2 separate regions of the Sus scrofa genome follow, and region 1 is linked to region 2. The links are chromatin contacts, called in public Hi-C maps. All regions are on one chromosome and are shown on one strand. Each heading gives the region's core, a stretch centred on a gene start, on an enhancer-like site or on the middle of the called end of the contact. The rest is flanking DNA. Distances are from core to core; before and after follow the strand shown.

Region 1 (5,271 bases), core at 2,171-4,670, 38 kb before region 2:
AAGGTTAAGCGGCTCATCTGAAGTCAAAGCAAGCGAATGGCACCCATTTGGACCAGGTGTTAGAAATCCAGTGGGCTTCTGACTTCAAGGAGCTTAGCGTCTAATTAGGAATTAATGTCTTTTAAACTCCACAACAGCTAGGAAACGCTACAGGTCAATATTTTCATGTGTACCCAATGGAAAACAAGCCAGAAGTTTTGTACCTTCTGCAAGGTTCCCAAGTGAGTCAACCAGTCACTGGGATTTGAACCCAGGTCTGTCTTTCTTTTGGCTCATGTTTTCTTACTCCATGACCTGACCCTCCCTTTCTTTATAAATGTATTCCCTGTTAAAATATGACCAACTGATTTTTTTTTTTTAATCACTCGAGGCCAGAATGGTCAACCCAACTACTACTTAGAGGTTCAAAATACAAATATTTATGTTGCTTGTAAGTGACAGGGTTTCTATTTAAAGTAATTAATTGCTACTGGTCTTCAAAGTGTGCAAACTTTCTTTGGTTTACGATATTTGTCCAGATTTTTAGACTGGACACAATCCAGATGAGACAAAACTAGGTTGACTCTGAAGGCGTTTCCCACCTTTGAAAGAGGCTGCCATGAAAAACACTTGCTACTGGCGGGTGTGAACATGCCATGTCCTGGATCTAGAGGTTCTCTTTGACAAATGCTCAATTCTTCAGCACTGGAAAGTTCAGGCCCTTTCTTCACAAAAAGAAGATTGTTGGAATCCAAAGCAACGACATGGTAGAAATGAAGAAAAGAATGGCAGGTCTAGTCCTGGCACTTGGGTTTCCTGGGCCCACGTCCTGGGTTTTTAGTTGGATTCCACAAGTATGTGTGGACAGTTCCTGAGTACTGGGCGATGTATGAGGTGCTGGGGACACAACCATGGGCATTATTTTGGGGTTCCTCAACTTCAGAAAGTCTCAGGCTCCATGATCAAGAGTCACCTGTCTTCAGTGTAATTGTGGGTGTGAAAATTTGTGTCTGGATGGCCTTTCCTATTTGAAGTGCTTAAAGTAAAAACATTTTATTCTGGAGTTCCCTGGTGGCCTAGCAGTTAAGGATCTGGTGTTGTCACTGCTGTGGTTGGGGGTTGATCCTTGGCCTGGGAAGTTATGCATACCACAGGTGCAGCCAAAAAAAATCATTTTATTCTTTACAATAATTAATATGCCACCTTACAAACCCTAACAGTTTTGGTTTTTCCAGTTAAAAGGCTGCCACGAGGAACATCCATCAAGAACAAAAACAAACTGACCAACAGTCCATGATTCATACCTTTCATTGAGAGAATTCCAGACCTCTTTTGCTACTGTTACATATTTCGCAAGTGAGATATTTTCTTTCTAGTACTACAAGACTACCAGAGCCAGAAGGACTTTCCTCTGTCCCAAGTAAAACGGGGTAACTTCCAAGATCTCCTTTCTCTCTTTTGATCCTCTTTTAAAATAAGGATGAGCGGAGTTTCCATCATGGCTCAGTGGTTAACCAACCTGACTAGTATCCATGAGGATGCAGGTTCATTCCCTGACTTTGCTCAGTGGATTAAGGATCCGACGTTGCTGTGAGCTGTCATGTAGGTCACAGATGTGGCTCAGATCCCCTCTTGCTGTGGCTGTGCTGTAGGCCAGTGCCTATAGCTCCCATTCGAACCCCTAGCCTGAGAACCTCTACATGTCGCGGGTGCAGCCCTAAAAAAGACAAAAAGAAAAGGTAAATAAAATAAGGATGAGTAAAATTACACCATGGGGCACCTATTGTGTGCCAAGAGGTCTGGATATATCAACTGATTAACACTTAAAACAATGCTCTAAATTAATTATCCATATATAGCCAAAGCAAGGAGGGCCAGAGAAATGATAATGGCCTCAGTGTCCACTCTGTTGATAAGAAGTGTAACCCGGGTATGTAATATGATACTCTGACTCGAAAGTTCATTCTGAGATGGGGCCAGCTAGCCACTCTTGCTAGGTACACATGAACTCTGCCTATGCTGGTTATTTGCAAAGTTTCAGAGCTCTGGAAAGTGCGTGTTGATCTTGAACAATGATAAAAAGGAAGGGCTCCGTCTCAGACGTTGAGACAGATTTGCACAGATCCAGCCAACTCCTGCCTCAGTCGCCTTTATGACCCAGATATATTCATTTGCGATACATTGCCCAGAGCTAGGAAGCATCGAGAATCACCCGCAGAGGATTTAAAGCTCTTACATAAAGGATCACCTGGGATCTTCCTGACAACTCTGGGAAGTAAGATTTGTAACATCTGGGTTGAAGTACCACTGGCAAACTCTGATTCATCCCTTCAAGACGTAAATATCTTTTCTCAAAGAAGTCTCTTAGCCATGTAACCCACTCTGGGAGAGTTACCTTTTTTCCCAATTTAATCAGCAATTTCAGAGCCAAGCAGATAGGATTCCACTTCTGTCACCTGTCATGCTTACTATATGACCTTGGGCAAGTCACTTTCCCTCTCTGAACACCATGTCCGTCACTGTGCAAGCATTGCCAACATACAGAGTGGATTGGGAGGACTAACCGAGTCACCTTATACAATATTCAATCATTGTGTGGCTCCATTAATGTTAGTTCCTGCGTCTGCACGTGACAGGAAGCTTTTAGGAAGGGAATAAGACACGGTCAGAGTTCTGTCAAAAGCCCCTTCCCAAATGCAATCTGATCCCCAGGGAAAACCATGCTTATAAAATCCTTTAATTCCAGGGACTTCTTGGGATTATGCAAACAGAAGGGGCTTTGATAGTAGTTAGCAGGACCTGTCACCCTGACACAGGGAAGAAATACCACAGCAGGAACCCGGCCACGCATTCTCAAAGATCACAGGAGGCTGAATGGGAGGTAAGTCTACACTAAGGGTGGAAACGAACGTTTCATCTTGTTTTTCCAATAGTTAAGCGTTCATGCGTCAGCAGTGTGCTCCGGTCCAAGCCATGCTGCCCAGGTGTACACAAAACACCAGGTTCACGTGGCAGTAAAGTAAACGACCTGGGGGCTGGCAGGACATCAGACACCTGGAAGGCCAAAGTTCAACATAGTCAAAAAGCCAAGACTGGAGCCAGATGTAGGGCCAAACATGAAGAGCTGAAGCAGAACAAAATCCTGCTGGGAGGCAACCCAAGGCCGCCAGGGCACGCCAAGCTAAGCCACCAAACAGCACGGTCCAAGTTCTGGGTCAAAGGTGACAAACTGGCAGCCCATGGCCAAATCTGGCCTGCAGAAATGCTCTGTTTGGCCCACCCAGTGTTTAAGGTTTTTTACATTAGTTGTTAATAGGAGGTCTCATGTAACATTCAGATTTCGGCTTTTTAAGCCGGCGCTACAGCATGTGGTCAGCAACATACGCAGTGGTGGCAACACAGGCTCACTTTCTCCAGGGCACCACTGTTCCCCACCATCTCTCTGACACCAAGGCTGCATACCAGTTCCACTGCCATTGCTTTAGTACTGGCAACCTTCCTATACTGGTCTACTTCTGTCACTTCCATTACCTACCTGGCCCCTGGCTTTTCTACCCCTGTTCTGGAGAACATAAAAGTCCTTGCTGAACCTATAAAAATAGAAGTAATTAACTCTTGGAGTTCCCACTGTGTCTCAGCAGGTTAAGAATCTGACTAGTATCCATGAGGACGCAGGTTTGATCCTTGGCCTCGCTCAGTGGGTTAAGGATCTGGTGTTGCCTTGAGCTGTGGTGTAGGCTGCAGACCTAGCTTGGATCTGGCATTGCTGTGGCTCAGGTCCAATTCAATGCCTAGCCTAGGAACTTCCATATGCTGCAGGCACAGCCCTAAAAAGACCAAAAAAAAAAAAAGAAGAAAGAATTAACTCTTGGTTCAGCAATGTCTTCTGTGATAAGTAATGACCACATCAGACATACGTATACATATGTGTATCGGTATGTGATGGTGTCTTTGACTATGTCTCAATGTTAACCCAAGACTGTGCCCCCATCTATGTTTTCAAATCCCCAAATTGGAGTTCCTGCTGTGGCGCAGCAGAAATGAATCCAATTTGTATCCATGAGGATGCATGTTCGATCCCTGGCCTTGTTCAGTGGGTTAAGGATCCGGCATTGTCACTGTTGCGGCTCAGGTCACTGCTGTGGCACAGGTTCCATCCCTGGCCTGGGAATTTCTGTATGCTCTGGGAGCAGCCAAAAAAATAAACAAAAAATAAAATCCATTGGATATTTGTGAGTGTTACAAATCTTACTCTAAATGGAGTCAGGCATATTTCAGGAATATGCTGGTAAAATTTTGGAGAGATCTTAGGTGTCATTTACTCCATTTACTAGACGGGAAGGCTGACATCCCCCCCACACACACACCCCCTAGTATTCTAATTACTCCTTGTTGGTAAGTGTCCTTGCTAGCTGAGAGTCTCTTCAGAAAAGGATCCATATATTTTATTCACCAGCACAAAGAGCAATTCATGACACTTAGTGGGTGTTCAACAAACATGTATTGAACAAATGTATAGAAAATGGACTAAAATTCAGAAGATAGGGCTCTTCCCCCAGTACACTCTTTGACCCTAGATCTGCCCCCACCCTGTTACTTCTGAATTTAATTTCTTCTTTCTCATATCCCAAATCCTATCTCTCTAACACAATCCCCCAAAGCCACACAGGACCACATGCCCTCATAAGGAGCAGACAATTGCATCAGGAATATCTTATGGAGAACTTAACCAGCTTCAAGTCTCAGAAGGGTGGTGGTTGGACGGGTTGATCTATCTTTAGGACACTTAATCTTCACCAGCTGCCCAGATTTTTCGCGTCATGAAACTATCAGAAAATACTCTGAAGGGGTAAACTGAGGGGATGCTGCCCAGTGACTCAGCTGCCACTGCCACCCTGCCCTGCAGGCCCAAGGGCTAAGGATCCCTTTCAGCAGCACCCCCACCCCAACTAATCTATTTGCTGTGATCCTCTGGGGAATCGCTGCCCTGAAGAAAATTCCCAACAAGAAGAGCGCTGATTTCAAGAAAGCAGCTCAGACCTGGGTGTGCAAACCAGTTTTGCCACTTACAATCTGAGCGATCTTCAGCAAATTGCTGAACTTTTTGAGTCCCAGTTGTGAAAAAGAGGACACCAACAGCCACTTTGAAGAGGATGAAATACCATGGGGTAGGTATTGAACAAAGGTTAGTTCCCTGCACTCCTAATCCTGAAAATCGACTCTCTGGCCTGTTTACATGATGCCAATCAACCGGCTGGACTGGTTTCCTCAAAGAAGGTGGCGAGATGAAGC
Region 2 (5,132 bases), core at 9-2,508:
AGTCCTGGGCCGAGGCAGCCCGGCGGAAAGGCTGGATGTTTACGTTCGGCCCTGGGAAGGCAGCGCTCTCCAGGCAAGAGCCCGGCGCTCCAGGAGATCCGTTTTACTCGATGGAAGGCAACCAGCTTTACGCCGGCTCTGGCTCCTGGTTCCACCGACTTCCCCTCCCTCTCCTAAGAGGACAAGCCCTCACCTTTCGTGGGGTTCTGCCTGCGTTTCCAACTGCAGGCAGCTTTTTAGATTGAGTGTCCAAGTGGCCCGCGAAAGCCTAGAGCACGCTCGACACTCCTTTACAGGCCGGGGAGGCGGCAGGATCGGGGAGGGCGGGAACCCGGGAGCGGGGAAAAGCCTGCGGGGCCCCCGGGACGGGCAGCACGGCGCGGCCGGGAGACGGGGCCCCGCGCAGGAGCGAGCGCCGAGCTTCGCGCGCAGCCCCGGGCCGGGCTGGGACGGGCGCTGAGGGCCGGGGGGACAGAGGGGCTGGGCTCACCCATGAAGAGGCAGAAGAGGTCCAGGCAGATGAGCAGCACCCGCTTGCTGCCGCCCTTCCTCGGGTTGTTATTGAGCGCCGGGCTGCCGCCGTTCTTGCTCTCCGCGACGATAGCCTTGTCGTACTTGTAGTTTTGCATGGCGCTGGCCAAGACGCCCCACGACTGCAGCCACACACCCAGACGCCGGGGTCGCCTCCCGACCGAGGCTTCTCCGGGCGCGGCGGGAGAGTGCGGCCCCGCTGCCCCGCTTCCAAGGGCAGGCGGTGGTGCTTTCTGCTCCCTGGTGCTCCTCCGCTTTTCCTGTCTCAACCCCGAATCGTTCGAAAGTCCAAGGGGAAGAGAGTCAACTCCCGAGCAGAAACTTCTGCAGCGCTGCGTTGCTCCGGACGCGCGGAGCTGGCGTGTCCGTGCGCAAAGCAGCGAGGGGGCAGCGCGGGCGCTCGGCCACCTTCCTCCGCAGCTGGTTGCTTAATGAATGGGAGCTGCGCGGAGCCCAGCCACCTCGGAGCGCTGCCCCAACTCCTACTTTCCTCCTCCTCCTGCTGCTGCTGCTGCTGCTGCTGCTGCTGCTGCTGCCGCCGCCGCCGCCGCTGTGATCGCCTGGGTTTGTTTTCGGCACTTTTATTTCATGAGGTCCTTTAAAAAAGAGAGAGAGGCAAAGAGAGGGACCTCCTTACTTGGCTCAGAAGGGATTCCGAAAGCACAGCCCCTTCCTTAAGCAGCCTAAGACGTAGGATAATTAAGGCCACATTTTCCCCCACCCCCTTCCAAAAAAAAAAAAAAAAAAAAATCCTAAAAGGAAAAGTTACTTTCAAACCAGAGAATCCGGGAGCCCCTAGCGTTCAAAAACACTAAATTGTCACAAAACGAGAAAAAAAAAATGTAAATAAAAAGAAACAGCCTTGGATCAGGCAAACGTTGAGGCTGTACAGCTAAAAAAGCGTTTCTCCTCTTTTATCCTCCTTTACATATTTGGGGCTTTCAAGTCTTTGTTTTGATTTGAATCGTTTCCTCCTGAAAATACTCAAATAAATTGTTGGGGGGGGTTTGTTTTGTTTGTTTGTTTGTTTATTTTTTGAGATCTGAACACTCAGCACTGGATACTGGGCTAGATTCTGAGGCTCCGAACAGGAAAAGGACTGCACTGGCTCTGGGACTAGATCCTGTGGCTTGGAATCCTGGCTGTGGCTCGGTGCCTCTGTTTCCCCATCTGTAAGCTGGAGATAATAACTTTCTCCTAAATAGAGTAATTATGAAGATGTCATTAGCTAATCCATAGACGCGCCTGGAACCGTGCTAGGTACATAGGAAATGCTGTGTAGGTGTTAACCTTTACTTTATTCCTTGTAGTTCCCAGCCCTCCAAATCCCTGCCAGTTCGGCTGGCCCCCAGCCTGCTTGTATCAGTATTGAGTGTTGGGGGCAGCTGTCCAGGGAAGCAGGAGAGCTCTCCCAGAGCTAGCATATCTCTAGCTTGGGGGGCAATCTAACGCTTTGCAGTAGAGGCTGTCATGTGCTTTCACAGTCTTCTATGTGAATTAATTCTCCCCCAGACAGAGCATAAACATTTCCAAGGCAAGGACCTTTCCTTCTATCTTCCATCATGTTCTAGATCATGATTTTTTTTACTGACTTGTTATAGGGTTCAGTATCCCTAGATCCAGCCACTTGGCCTTTCTCCAATAGTCCTTTCCCACTCCACACCCTGGCCTCTGCCTCCCTCTGTCTCTGCACATCCATCCCTTCTCTAACTACCAAAATGCTTTTCTTGCTTTAGAATCCTCTGAAATAGCACCTTCTCTCTGGGCCCTTTCTTGATCCCCGGACAGAATTAACTTCACCTTCAGCACTTGGTTTGCAGCACTCTTGTAGTACCTATTACAGTCTGATTTGGTGTTATAGTTAGTAAAGATGAGTCCGCTCTATAGATTATCAGCTCCAAACCCTCTCCCCAGTACCGCACACAGAGTTTGGTGCCTGCTGAATGAAGCTCAAGTCAGACTGCGTAGAACAAGTGGGCTGGTAAAGGAAGGCAAAATTGCTGTCTTCTGGAAGCAAGAGTAACTGAATCTCTAAGACAGCTCTGGATGAAGCTAGGGTACCTAGCTGCCCATCAGACACAGCATTCTCCTTTCAAATAGCAGCAAGTCAAAGCCAGGGAAACTAAGAGAACAGATTTCCTAGACAGCTTTTCAGTGAGAAATGCCTTCTCTTGACATGTTAAAACTGCGGAAACAATATGAGGCTGATTTCACTATTACTGACATTCTAAAAGGAATTCCCGGATTCAAGGGTCTTCCCTGGCCCACCAAATTCTCTTTGTTACGATAATCATCCTTGAAGGTCTAAATCGCCAAGCCACAGCTTTGAGAGCAAGTTCTTGTAACTTCAGCAGCCCACTCTGATCTTTCCCCTCCTTTGAGCTTCAAAAGTCCTAGGGCATCGGTGGCCCCTCAGACAGCCACTTAAATTCCACTGTATGGTACCCCGTTCTATTATTTGAATTTTACAGTTACCTCCCTTTACATTTCCTGTCTGCTTTTTCTTCTCTGTGAAATGACTTTTATTAATTTAAGAATAGACATTTTTAAAAGCCAGACTTTTACTGTAGTTAAATGGTATTATAACTCAGCAATCATTGTTGGGTCTCTTTAAAGTTACTGGATGGTAAACTTTGGCTGGCACTAGTTTGAATACTAGGAACCTTTTTGGCTCTGAGGTTCCCTGGATTAAACTCAGCTACTTATTAAGAAGGATAAAAATCTGTTATTCCAGGAGCCAGTAAAAGGGAAAATAAATGGATGTTTAAATAAGAGCTTTATATTCCCATTTACAAGGCTCCGTGGACTATTTTTCTCATAACAAAAAGATCACGGTGTTAATTGATGCGTGTAGTTGGATGCAAACAACTATTACATTTGGATAACTCTTCAAGGGAACAGAACACTACAGATATTCATTAAAATTGACTTGAACAAGTCATAATACAGTGTCACTATCATTCTTTAGACAAAAGGAAATAAAACAGCCTCCCAGGATGCATACATCTGAAGGCCTCTTTGCTTTAAATCCTAAAATTGAACAGTCTAACTAGCAAGTAAAATGCAATGGAACAAACTTGATTTAAAATGGTGTTATTTCAAAATAATTAAGTAGTTAAAATTCCTGGTAAACATAGCTTACCAAAATACACATCTGAAAATGACATCCCATTCACTAAGCCAGTCTGTATAAAAACTATTATAACATCAGCGGGGATAAATGCCTTTTAAAGATTAACTTATTATGTGTGGTAACAACAGCACATCATTCTTAAATAACTGATACCTCCCAAGAGATTTAAACGGCCTTCATTTCTAAGACCTCTTGTTACCTCATAATTTTATTTCTCTCTCTCTTTAACCCCTCGCATTTAATAATTAATCATTTTTTAAATTTTTTGAAAACGCATGAATTGGCTCTGGAAATATTTAAAGGAAAAGTAACTGCGTTTCTTTACTTAAAATTGTGTAGTCAAAAGGTCAGGGCCCAAATTTCCCAAGCCGTTGAAATTCACTTAAGGAGACCTAAGTTTGGGCTAACAAGTATTCATTTATCCAGGTTCTTTAAAAGCATTACATTCCACCTCTGGTGTTTTTTACCCTAAACCAAAACTTGTTGGGCTTACCCACTGCAAGTGTTGGTTTCAAATATCATGGGTGTTCCCACAGGCACTAGAGACCCCCCCCCCAAAAAAAAACTGCACCTAACCTCCCACCCCCCCCCCGTAAAACTCCTAAGACAAGGCAGGAAGAAGCTGAGGATTTGAGGTCTGAATATCTTGGCTGTGCTGTTTGACCTGAGATATACTAAACAAGCTCTCTGAACCTTCGTTCTTCCACTTTGCAATGGGACTGATATTTTCTCTGGTTCTGGGGACTCACAACTAATAATGAAATAATACATTGAAAATAGCTATTACACAATAGGTAGCTGACAAATGTTAATTGAATGTTAATATTTTAAATGAATATTTCTACAATATACCTACTTTAAATAGACATTAAAATGTATTCAGTATAGATTAATTTTTTTTTAATTTATTGGGTATAGTCGATTTACAATGTTATATTAGCTTTAGGTCCACAGCAAAGTGAATCAGGTTTTTAGTGCATATGATCAGTATTTGGTGAGTAATCAGATAAAAACAAAATATAATCATGATCTTTCCTATATATAGATTATTTTTTTTCTATATAGATTATTATAGAACATTGAGATCTCCCGGTGCTATACAGTAGGTCCTTGTTAGTTATCTACCCTATAAGTATAGATTAACGATAAAAGTCTTGGTAGCTCTTGTATCAGACTGCTTAGGTTGAAAATAAAGATATGACAGAGAGACAAAAAAAAAAAATATTTATCCAGTACTGACTCTGAATGTACCATTTAATTTTGTTCATTTTCCCCTAAATATAATAACACCTTCAGCGTCTCTATCTTTTTTTGAATGTGCAATTTCTTGAGATTTCTGAAGGTAGTAAATCAAACATGCTTATTTCTTCTAGACAATTTAGTTATACATTGTTTTCTTCAGGATCGGTTGTGAAACTCTAGAAAAGCTATTTGCTTAAACTAATAGTCTTGTACAAGAAAGAGTACT

The links. A called contact is a pair of places that touch in the nucleus more often than the background predicts.
Region 1: a contact with region 2 is called in a Hi-C map of liver, with 10 times the contacts expected there. The contact joins the enhancer-like site here to the promoter of PLPP3 in region 2. A contact is called at or near these places in 1 of 5 promoter capture datasets (liver), 11 of 47 Hi-C or Micro-C datasets (alveolar macrophages, embryonic fibroblasts, heart right ventricle and 3 more) and 1 of 2 datasets of contacts at active chromatin or transcription factors (skeletal muscle).

The regions. Positions count from the first base shown.
Region 1 is chr6:155,837,235-155,842,505 of Sscrofa11.1, reverse strand. All of the region lies in intron 1 of PLPP3 (phospholipid phosphatase 3), which reads right to left. Among named protein-coding and RNA genes, the nearest start is that of PLPP3, 39 kb to the right of the region's middle. Within about 2 kb of position 3,420, at least 8 of the 83 cell types and tissues checked have an H3K27ac peak or open chromatin away from gene starts, as enhancers often do. A contact at or near this core is called in liver and skeletal muscle, where this site is marked.
Region 2 is chr6:155,796,966-155,802,097 of Sscrofa11.1, reverse strand. PLPP3 (phospholipid phosphatase 3) reads right to left here and starts at 1,258. Exons shown (of 6, transcript XM_003127971.6): 1 at 491-1,258. The coding sequence starts at 629.